Linked DNA regions of Mus musculus: regions 2, 3 and 4 are each linked to region 1. A link is a contact called in public HiChIP or PLAC-seq and Micro-C data. All regions are on one chromosome and are shown on one strand. Each heading gives the region's core, a stretch centred on a gene start, on an enhancer-like site or on the middle of the called end of the contact. The rest is flanking DNA. Distances are from core to core; before and after follow the strand shown.

What was found. Hi-C and Micro-C count contacts between places; a contact is called where the count stands out from the background. HiChIP or PLAC-seq counts read pairs in DNA pulled down with a chosen protein or histone mark.
Region 2: a contact with region 1 is called in a Micro-C map of embryonic stem cells, with 4 times the contacts expected there. The contact joins two enhancer-like sites. A contact is called at or near these places in 1 of 484 Hi-C or Micro-C datasets (embryonic stem cells) and 2 of 115 datasets of contacts at active chromatin or transcription factors (embryonic stem cells and pancreatic cancer cells).
Region 3: a contact with region 1 is called in an H3K27ac HiChIP or PLAC-seq map of embryonic stem cells, with 11 read pairs. The contact joins two enhancer-like sites. A contact is called at or near these places in 2 of 39 promoter capture datasets (the 3T3-L1 cell line and hippocampal neurons), 6 of 484 Hi-C or Micro-C datasets (cerebellar granule neurons, embryonic stem cells, myocytes and 3 more), 7 of 115 datasets of contacts at active chromatin or transcription factors (embryonic basal ganglia and embryonic stem cells) and 1 of 9 other capture datasets (embryonic stem cells).
Region 4: an H3K27ac HiChIP or PLAC-seq map of embryonic stem cells shows a contact between it and region 1, with 14 read pairs. The contact joins two enhancer-like sites. A contact is called at or near these places in 1 of 484 Hi-C or Micro-C datasets (embryonic stem cells) and 3 of 115 datasets of contacts at active chromatin or transcription factors (all in embryonic stem cells).

Annotation. Positions count from the first base shown.
Region 1 is chr10:85,538,674-85,541,373 of GRCm38.p6, reverse strand. The region is part of intron 1 of Btbd11 (BTB (POZ) domain containing 11); the gene reads right to left. Among named protein-coding and RNA genes, the nearest start is that of Gm40731, 50 kb to the left of the region's middle. Within about 2 kb of position 1,368, at least 38 of the 459 cell types and tissues checked have an H3K27ac peak or open chromatin away from gene starts, as enhancers often do. A contact at or near this core is called in embryonic stem cells, where this site is marked.
Region 2 is chr10:85,049,697-85,052,396 of GRCm38.p6, reverse strand. No RefSeq gene overlaps it. Among named protein-coding and RNA genes, the nearest start is that of Gm34633, 47 kb to the right of the region's middle. Within about 2 kb of position 1,401, at least 8 of the 459 cell types and tissues checked have an H3K27ac peak or open chromatin away from gene starts, as enhancers often do. A contact at or near this core is called in embryonic stem cells, where this site is marked.
Region 3 is chr10:85,209,063-85,211,762 of GRCm38.p6, reverse strand. No RefSeq gene overlaps it. Among named protein-coding and RNA genes, the nearest start is that of Cry1, 25 kb to the right of the region's middle. Within about 2 kb of position 1,427, at least 11 of the 459 cell types and tissues checked have an H3K27ac peak or open chromatin away from gene starts, as enhancers often do. A contact at or near this core is called in embryonic stem cells, where this site is marked.
Region 4 is chr10:85,070,692-85,073,391 of GRCm38.p6, reverse strand. No RefSeq gene overlaps it. Among named protein-coding and RNA genes, the nearest start is that of Fhl4, 30 kb to the left of the region's middle. Within about 2 kb of position 1,406, at least 12 of the 459 cell types and tissues checked have an H3K27ac peak or open chromatin away from gene starts, as enhancers often do. A contact at or near this core is called in embryonic stem cells, where this site is marked.

The DNA of each region.
Region 1 (2,700 bases), core at 119-2,618:
GGGATGCCTTGGCATGGGCCCAGTGAGATAGCCCCTCCCCCCATACCTCATCACACCTCCATAGAACATACCCCTTCTCTCTTTATCTTTTCAAAAACACTACACTAAAGTAGAAGAACCTGTTGTTGTTATTATTATTATTATTATTATTAATTATTAATTATGGTGATGTGATGATTTGGAGGCACCAAAAGGTAATAGTTTAGGACAGTCTCTGAATTTGAATGGTCTTCCTTTGAACCATAACTACAGTACGTATGGTGGCTTGACACTCTTGGCCTACAGGTTGCCTATCTTTGGTGCTTCCTGTGAGTAACCTAGAGTTGTGATGCAGCAACGGAAGTAGCCAGGATCAGGAGATGCATATGCCATGCTGAGGGTGGGGTGACAACGTGGGTCTGGTTCTCTTGGCACAGGGTTGGGCTCTGCCTCCTCTGTCTCTGGCTGCAAGAGAGTAGACTGTGCTGGCGCTGGCTGCCAACCTGGGCTCAGTCTTCCATGGAGTGAGAAGCTGAAAGCGAAGATCCTGCCAGCAGCTCGGCTTTCCCAGCGAACGGGAGGGATGGAGCCTTGGAAGAGACACAGCTCACTGCTAATGCCCACTTCGCCACCTTTCGTGGGGGTTGCCCGGCTCTGACTTGGTTGTCCTGGCCCTATTCCACCCTTCGCAGTGTTTGATATTGCTCTCGCCATGACTGGTGGAGAGGCAGAAATGGGATAATATATATGGACAAGCTGGCACAGTGAATGGAGTCGATAAATGTTTGCTAATAAAGTAAGTAAATGAAGTTCTTTGGAGCTAAAGATTTAGGAAGTCAATAACCCAGTCACTGCTAGAAGGCTTTCTTTTACTGTTAGATTTATGAAGAAACAAAATAGAAAGTCAGAGCTTTTTTTTTTTTTTTTTTTTTTTTTTTTTTTTTTTTTATGTCTATACCACCAGTTTGGAGCTCCTCTTTTATTTTAAAAAGATTTGGCAGCAGGAAGCAGATTTAGGGCTGGTTTAGTTTGCCCTCTGTCTATGTGAAACAAGCCCTTTTTCTGCTAGTGTGAGCACAGTTCCTGGTTCACAGTTTGCCCAAGCACGAGTTTCCTTTTCAGAGATCTTAGAAATATTGGACCCAGAGCACCTCAGAATGAGAGTGGAGGAAACATCAGTGTAGATCCTTTCTAGAAATGGGTGCCAGGGCCCACTGAGATGGGGAGTCTAAAACCTGCTTAAGGAAGGGCGTGCTGACCTTCAGAAAATGCAAATACCTGAGCAGGTTGGGTCGATGCCTGAGGCCCAAGGCCTCCAGCTTAGCTGTGAATACAGGCCTCCACCAGCTGGAATATTGTGGAAGAAACAGCAGAGGTCAGACTACGCCCTGTATTGTCCTGTGTGGTCCCGTGAAGCCGCCCCAGGCAAGCCCAAGGCAGCCTCCGTTTTGGATGTTTCCTAGGGACTCAGTACCAGCTGGGATTTGAGAATCAGACTCCACAGAGCAATTCAAAGAGCTTGAGTTCTGGAAGCTGGGTTTGGCCCACAGCGCTGATGCATTTAGTTAGCCTCCCCTGAAGCACTAGTTTCCTTGGGAATACTATAGAATAATGGAGAACTTCCAGCACAGCCATCAGTTGCCTTGCTGCTGGAAGATTAAATGAGTGAAATACAGCTTGCTCTCTATAAATAGCTCAATAATGGCAGCTGCTATTATCATTATAATTGTTGTTGGAGGACAGTCAGTGGAGGAACAAAGGCCCAGAGGCAGGTGCTCAGCATGTGGGGGAAGTGCCAGAGCGGAGGGTGGTAAGTGGACACAGGCAGCTGCAGATCACAGAGGACTTTATTAACCGGCCAGAATCTCCACCTTCACCTACAAGGCGCTATGCTTCTCTCTCAACTCACAGCCCATTTTCTAGAAACAGTGATCTCACACTGCATTTCCATCCTCTCTTCCCACCTCTATCCCCACTTCCACTGGTCTAACAAATTCAAGGTTATCCAGGTTATCCGACTTGGGATGCCAAGGACTTGAAGAAGCTTCATGCCCTGCTTTCGAGGAACTTTCAGTCCAGGCAGCCAGGGAGGCAGCGAGAAGGGCAGTGGAGACTGCCAGAAACAAGACACAGAGAGGTAGGGCAGGTAGAATGGAGTCACAAGCAGGAAGTGGCTGAATGCGATCTCACAAGCTGTCCTTCCCTCTGAGAGCCACAGGCAGCCAGCTTTTCCTCCTGCCCAGCTAGGGATGAGCTAGGGCTAGCTTCCCTCTGGGCTTAGTGCACTGTGGGAGCTGTGCTGCTCTAGAGACTTGGTATAAGAGGCAAGGAACGGAGACAATGGGAAGGTTAATGTGACTCTAACACTGGTGGCATAATGAGAGAATTAACTGGAGAAGCAAGAAAGTCAAGGGTTAAAAGCTTAGCTCATTCTCTCATTCAGTGAGCATTAGCTGAGCACCTACTAGGCGCCAGGCAATGCTCTAGGTTCTTAGGATATGGTAGCAAAGTACTGGAAAGCCTTGATATTTGTGCCTAGTACTTGTGTTTCAAATCAACACTCTAACAACATGACTCAAATATGCCAGCAACAGGCAGTAGGGGCCACAGAGGAAATGGCAGAAAATGATGAAGAAGAAGCCCTAAAGTAGAGGCTTGAAGGAAGTGACAGGAAGTATCAGGTATTTCTATTAAAGAGTGGGACAACAAAGGGGTCTGTAG
Region 2 (2,700 bases), core at 152-2,651, 490 kb after region 1:
TCATCTCTCCTGTCTACAGAGAAATCATCTTTTTAGAATTAACTAACTAACTAACTAACTAACTAACTAACTAACTAACTTTACATCCCGCTCACTGTTCCCCCCCCCCCTTGTGTCACCCTCTCCCACAATCCTCTTCCCCTCCCCTTCTCCTCTGAGTGGGTAGGGTTCCCTGTAGTATCCCCCAACCCTGGCACATCAAGTCTCTGCTGTGTACTATCATATCATTGGAAAATAGCGATACTTTGACAACTTTCTAATTTGTATCCCTTGATCTTTTTTAGTTGTCTTATTGCTCTGGCTACAACATCAAGTACTATATTGAGTAGATAGGGAGAGAGTGGGCAGCCTTGTCTTGTTCCTGACTTTAGTGGGATTGCTTTAAGTTTCTCTCCATTTAGTTTGATGTTGGCTATTGCTTGCTGTAGACTGCTGTGATTATGTTTAGGTATGTGCCCCGTATCCTTGATTTCTCTAATACATTTAACATGAAGGAGTGCTGGATTTTCCCAAAGGCATTTTCATCATCTGATGAGATGTCATGTGATGTTTTCTTTCAGCTTGTTTATATAGTGGATTAAATAGATGGATTTTGTATATTGAACCATCCGCTGGTGTCGGGTCCAGCAGGGGTGGTTCCTGCCTCTGGGACAAAGACAGAGGAGGGGGGGGGTCGGGAGGGCCTCCTGGTTGGTTTGTTCATATTTTACATTCATCCTTTAAAGACTGCCCTCCTTGTTAACACTGTTAATGACTCCATGATAATAAGAGACAGCAGGAGTCTGGGAGGCAAAGGTGTGGCTAATGTCTCAGCAAAATGGTAAATGCTGAGATCTTCAGGACAGCCCTTAAAGGTGTAGAAAATGACTCTAAAAACATGAGTTTGAAAATATATAATTTCTCAACCATGCAAAAACCAAGGATGGAATATGAATTATATGAGGAGCTTCACAGACTTAAAGGAACTGAGGCAGATGCACTATGAGCCAGCCTGTCAGAAAGATACTAAAGAAGGCGTTAACGAGATTTAGGAGCCGGGTGTGGAGGTGCATGCCTTTAATCCCAGCACTTGGGAGGCAGAGGCAGGTGTATTTCTGAGTTTGAGGCCAGCCTGGTCTACAGAGTGAGTTCCAGGACAGCCAGGGCTGCACAGAGAAACCCTGTCTCGAAAAAAAAACGAGAGAGAGAGAGAGAGAGAGAGAGAGAGAGAGAGAGAGGAGAGAGAGAGGGGGGGGGGTTTAGGGAGTGGTGATTGGAGGAGATCCACCCAACTAAATTTTCTGTTTATGCTTACAAAAGCAGGCAAATTCCTGAGTTCAGGATCACGGTGGGAAACAGCAAGGTAGCAAGGTTAGGCCCAGGTATGATAGAAATGGTAATTTCAGGATGGGATCCCACCCAGCTAGCATACCACCTGTGCTTCAGAGGCCAGCAGATCTCTGAATTCGTTTGCAATGTTAAAAGAACCTGTGTGCTTGCTGTCTCCTAAGAATCAAAGGGCTGGGTCATAGGATGCTGAGTCACCGGATTATCAAACAGAAACCTGAAGTAAATGACTAGTATGATATGTAAAGTAAAAGACTGGGCTTATGATCTGCAGGAGATGAGATCTGCAGAGAATCTTTACAATAGTCAGAGAGAACGGGCTCAGAGAACTGTCTCAAGCAGAACCTAGAGAAAGAGAGAGCTGACTGGAGATCTCCAGAAAAAGCAGATCAGAGAGAGAGAGAGAGAGAAAAAAAGCAGATCAGAGCAAGAAGGCAGAACAGAGAGAAAGTGAGCTGGAAGGCTGTCTCCAGCAAACCATAGGCCAGTCAGCTTGCACACAATTTGACTTCCAGTCGTTTGTTTTCTCCTCTCCCAGACACCCCTTCCTCAGAACCCCTCTCCAAGTGGAGGCTGGTCCTTTGCATCCTGGGATAAAGCCTGCTTGATCATGGTGGATGATGTTTTTGATGTGTTTGTTGAGTATTTTTGCACCAGTGTTCATAACAGAAATCAATCTGAAGTTCTCTTTGTTGAGTCTCTGGGTTGTTTAGGTATCAGGTTGACTGTGGCCTCATAGAATGAGTTTGGCAGTGTACCTTCTGCTTCTATTTTGTGGAATAGTTTCAGGAATAGTGATATTAGCTCTTCTTTGAATGTCTGATGGAATTCTGCACTAAAACCATCTGTGCCTTTTGGGGGTGGGTGGGAGACTTTTGATGACTGCGTCTATTTCCTTAGAGATTATAGGACTGTTTAAATAGTTTACCTGACTGTGGTCTAACTTTGGTAAGTGGTATCTGTCTAGAAAAACATCCATTTTGTTTAGATTTTCCAATTTTATGCAGTATAGTCTTTTGAAGTAAGACCTAATGATTCTTTGAATTTCCTCAGTGTTTGTTGTTCTGTCTCCCTTTTCTTTTTCTTTTTCTTTTTTTTTTGGGGGGGGGGGGTTGAAACAGGGTTTCTCTGTGTAGCCCTGGCTGTCCTGGAACTCACTTTGTAGACCAGGCTGGCCTCTAACTCAGAAATCTGCCTGCCTCTGCCTCCCGAGTGCTGGGATTAATCCCTGTCTCTTTTGATTAATTTTGGTTGAAAGTCAATTTCATTAGACATTGGGATGGCTACTCCAGCTTGCTTCTTGGGTCCGTTTGCTTGAAAAACTTTTCCAGCCTTTTATTCTGAGATAATGTCTATCTTTATTGTTGACATGTG
Region 3 (2,700 bases), core at 178-2,677, 330 kb after region 1:
GCAGTGCAGTGAGTGCAGTGCAGTGAATGCAGTGTAGTCAGTGCAGCGAGTGTTGTGCACAGAGTGCAGTGTGGCGAGTGCAGTGTAGTCAGTGCAGTGCAGTACAGTGAATGCAGTGTACTCAGTGCAGTGAGTGCAGTGCAGCAGAGCTGAGTTCGCTCCTGAGTCCATGCAGTTCAGTGCAGGTCAGCAGAGGCAGCTGAAGCCAGAGAATAGGAAAGGATCCAGAAGATTAGAACAAATTACCAGAGTTAATATGAGGTCAAGCAAAGCAATTTAGTGAGAAGCTGAGAGAAGTCAGATTGAATTGAAAGAACCTAGTGGGGAAACTCCCACTCAATTCCCAATTCGGCGTGCACCCAAAGAATCATGAACAGACCGTCTTGATGTAAATACACGAGGTAGTTTAATGGCCGAGCTCCGGGTCAAAACGTAACTCACACAGGAGACAGTGGATTCGACCACGAGGCTTGAAAGCTAGGGGCTTTTATAGAAAAGGGTCTGGGGCTGGGGGAGGAATTGGCACGGTTTCACATGATTGGTTCATTTAAATATCAACAGACTCTACATGCAGATCAAGGTAACAGCAGAGCATCTGGTTAACATTTAACCGGTCAGAAGGGTGGGAGATAGGGAGGCGCTGGGCCAGTCCGGATTTCTTGTATGTCTTCCCTATCTTTATGGCTAGTTGGTTCCTGGGATGACTTTACAGCTTTTGTTCTTTGCTCTAAGCCCAAAAGCCCTCCTAACTAGCAAGCCACATGAGTCATGGACCTTGAATAAACATTCTGGCTAGGGCTTTGAAGTCTTGAATTTAGTTTTCTTTCTTTCAGAATCAGTCGCTTGGAGAGGCATTTGAACCAGAACAGCTGAGTCAAACCAGGCAGCCAGAGTTTAGAATGAACTAGAAAGGGTGAGCTTACTCTGCAGTAAGCTTCAGACAACATTTACGTCAGGTGAATAAAAGTTACTTTTACAAGCAATTCTGTGCAGAGGCTACTCAAAGATAACCAAGAGGCAGGGTTGTTGTGTGGCTGTTTCCTACACTTCTTCTCTCCCTCCCTGTGAGAGGATGATAACTCCTCTGTAAGACTCCAGGGAGCCTTAGCTTACTGGGGACCCCTTGAGTGAACCATGTGGAGTCAAGATCAATGCAAAAAGCAAGAGGAATTTATTGTTCCAGTGCACTGGGTTCGTCCCAGACTCAAAGGAGAGGTGGTGACCCCTAGCACCTGGTCAGCAAGTTTTTATATGGTTTCCAGAGGCAGAATAGAGCATCAGCAACTAGGCACAGTATGATTGGTGGAACAGTGCACCCTTTAAACTGATTGGTCTTTAGGGAATGAGGTGACAAAGTCTTCCCTTGTCTGAAGGTGGGAACTGGTCCGTCCTGTGGAATGTGTCCCCATGGGCAGGTCAGTTCCCGCCCTGTGGTCTGACGAATGTTAATTAGCCTCTCCCTTCCAGAGAGGCAAGAGTTCCATGACCTTCCCAAAGTTTCTGAGCTGACCTTTTCACCCCAGTCTCCAAGACATCAGGCCTGACCATGCAGATTGCTTGCTTAATGGCATGTGCACAGAAATGTTGTATGTCTTGTCCAAATTGAAGCTTTGTTATCTTTCTGGTAGATCTGCTCTCTTCATCCCCATACAACATCTATTCCAAGCATGAGGTGCTCCTCCAGCCTCGGTTCCAGAATGGAAAAGATACAAAGCTGACCTGGTGAGGAAGCAGCATAATACATGCAGGGTCAAGTCATCAAGTCTTTCACATGGTGATTTCACATGGCGTGGCAAGATACACTCAACACATGTATTTCTGCAGTATCAAACAGGATCCAAATAGTGCTTCAGGAGAGGCACAACCATGAAGCAGAGTAAACACAAAAATCCTATACAACAAGCCAAGAGATTAGATCCAAGAAAAGTATATGGTTACAAAAACAACTAGATCAGTAAGCTTCGGAAAATGTTTTTGCTAGCCATGAACAAGCCTGATGTAATATTTACCTCATTCTTTTCAAGCTCTATGGAATAACCTGTGGGGGAAAAGTGACTTGCATTAACCATGAAATAGTCTCAACAAATCTCTGACCATCTGTAATTAATTGATACTGAGAAATTGATTTTAAAAGAGAAACAATCAGACAGTCAGATATGGTAATATGGTGAGGCCAAGAAATCCAAACATTTGGGAAGGGGAGGCAAGAAGATCAAGGCTGCCCTCATCCTCTGCTGCATAACAAATTCAAGGCCAGCCTGGGCTACAGGAGATCCTATCTCAAAGAGTCAGAACAAAACAAATAAACAAAGAATAGAATGAAGGTGAAGAGGAAGGAAGAAAGGGATAAAAGGTGATATATATTTAAAAGTCACAAACAATCAAGTCCTAAAACATATTATAATGCAAATCAGAATTGGGATGGGCACTCAGGAGGGTGGAGGCAGAGTGACCTTGAAGCCCACAATGAAAGGCCCCCATCTCAAAAACAAATGAAAGATAAGGAGAGAATATTTTGGAATGAACTGTACAACTGTTTTTCAAAACCAAATTAGGTGAATGTACTGTGTTCTAAAGCTAAGGTTTGGAAGATGGCTCAGTGAGTAAGTACAATGCTTCCTGCACAAGCATGATATGATACCCATGCTCAGATACCCAGCATCCATGCAGAAAAGCCCAGCATGGCTGCACAGGCCTATA
Region 4 (2,700 bases), core at 157-2,656, 470 kb after region 1:
AACATGATTAGGCAATATGGCATGGAAACAAAGCCCCCCTGTTTTAACCAGATTTAATCAGTGTCTTAGGGTTTTATTGCAGTAAAGAGACACCATGACCATGGCAGCTCTTATAAAGCACAACACTTATTTAATTGGGGCTGGATCACAGTTTCTGAGATTTAGTCTAGTATTATCATGGCAGGAAGCTTGGCAACATATAGGCAGATATGGTGCTGGATAGGTAGCTGAGAATTCTACATCCAGGTCCTAAAGGCAGCAGAAGTGAAAACCACACTAGGCCTAGCTTGAGCATCTGAGACCTCAAAAACCCTCTCCCACAGTGGCGCACTTCCTCCAACAAGGCCATATGTTTCCCCCCCCCCCAATAGTGACACTCTTATGGACCAAGCATTCAAACACATGCATCTATGGGGTTATTTCTCTTCAAACCACTACAATTAACAATAACAACAACTAACCAACAGCCTTAGCTGGTGATGTATTGATTGAAGAAAATGGGACATTCAACAGGAACCTAACCTTATATTCCCTCTGGGACAGTGGTTCAGTGTTTGATAATCCAGTGTTCATCGAAACCTTACAAATGACAGAAATAAAAAGAATTAACTGTATATCCATATAATGAAGCACTATTTGGGGGCAGCACACCATATACATCTTTCAAAAACAGTATGCTGTTCATGAATAGACACCATGACCACAGCAACTCTTTTTTTTTTTTAAGACTTATTTATTACATGTAACTACACTGTAGCTATCTTCAGACACCCCAGAAGAGTGTGTCAGATCTCATTACGGATGGTTGTGAGCCACCATACGGTTGCTGGGATTTGAACTCAGGACCTCTGGAGGAGCAGTTAGTGCTCTTAACCACTGAGCCATCTCTCCAGCCCCGACCACAGCAACTCTTATAAAGGAAAACCTTTCATTTGGGCTGGCTTAAAGTTTCAAAGGTTTCAACATGGCAGGGGAAACGAGACTTAGTGGAATGTGCCAGTTTATAAATGAAGGGTCCTTTTTATTCTATTTTGTCTCCATTTAGAAACTAGGTCATAAACCACTTGCTACTCATCCTAAGTATAAGGTACTTTGCTTCTGCAGCTGATCTGCTTGAGTTAATCTGAGACTAAGTGTTGTAAGCCGGCCTGCGGCTCACAAGAAATGGGGTACACCAGGGAGGCAAGCCAGGGCTGAAAAGAGAGGGGAAACTAGGCAACTAGGCGGTTGAGAGAAAAAAGGAGCTAAGTCAAGATTCCTGATCAAAGCTCAAACGTTTAATGGCAAATGCGCTTATAAAGAGGTGGGGAGACCCATTCCCGCCAATTCATCCTTGGAGCCCAGCTGCAAGTGAGACTTGCAGGATAGGGTGTAGTCTCCGGTGGCCTCCCAGCAGGTAGCACTATCTTGAAGGAGAACAGTGGCAGTGGCTGAACAATAGAGTGGTCAAGGCAGGAAGGCTCCACCCTAGGTAATCTCCTCTTAGTGGCAGCAAGGTCAAGGTCTGGCTCAGCCTGCTTCAGGCTGGGGGGAGGTTACAGCTAAAAAAATTGTCTCTGGTTTAGCACCTTATAGTACAAACAAAAGGCTAGGTAAAGAAGTCTTTTATTCTATCTCTGCAGGAGTTGCATGGCTCTAAGTTGAAGCCTCCAGAAGGGAAAAGAGGCCTGTCTCTACTCTCAGCACTTGTATGACTTTCAGAGTGCTTGATCACATGGTAAAAAATTCACTAAGAGTCTGCACATAAATTCAGGTCATAAACTGAATAAGAGGTTTATAACAGAGAATGTCTACATGCATATCCACTAGGAGTAATTATCTGGCTAAACATTCATCATTTGTTATGAGCTTACAGGTTCATGGACAGTTAAAAATCATAACTAAGCTATCCTTGAAGTTTTGAATAGATAAACCCAGTCAATATTTTATCTCCAGTGTTTGCACCTGCAGTGCATATCTTTAGCTCCTTCTTTATAACCTTCAGCTAAAGGTTTTTGTAACCCCTTGGAATGTGCTCTAGTTTTTAGAAGTCTGTGGTTATCTCAGAAGCAATTAAGCAGTTTTGTTACAAAAAGGGCTCAAGTGTCTTTATTTACATCACCATGCTGAAATAGTGGTGACCCATACTGGTTGTTTCTGCAAAATAAATGCTCTTTGTTTTTGCATACTATATGAGTCTGGGGTCTTCCTTCAGCAATTTTCAGGCCCTTACAGAAAATATGTAGAATTACATGATTTTAATACTAATCAAAAATACCAGAATTTTAAAAATACAGAATGGGAGCTGGAGAGATGACTTGGCAGTTAAAAGCACTTACTGACCTTTCAGAGGTCCTGAGTTCAATTCCCAGCAACCACATGGTGGCTCACAACCATCTGTAATAAGATCCTATGCCCTCTGCTGCTGTGTCAGAAGATAGCAACAGTGTACTCACATATATAAAATAAATTAATTTAAAAAGCAAAAGGAATCCTAAAAACAAAAACCTACAGAATGCATACCAATAACCCACAAATGAAAACAAAATGATAGTGGATTTTGAGCTCACATCATTTGAAATTAAAATCCCAGATGTTATGTCTCAACCATGTGTAGTAAACAGGAGCCGTCTTTCAACACTTTTTAGTAATCATACTAAACTGACCCAAAAGTCTTTCTCATAATTCTCTGTTCAGCTCACTCTGGTATCCTGGTTTTCA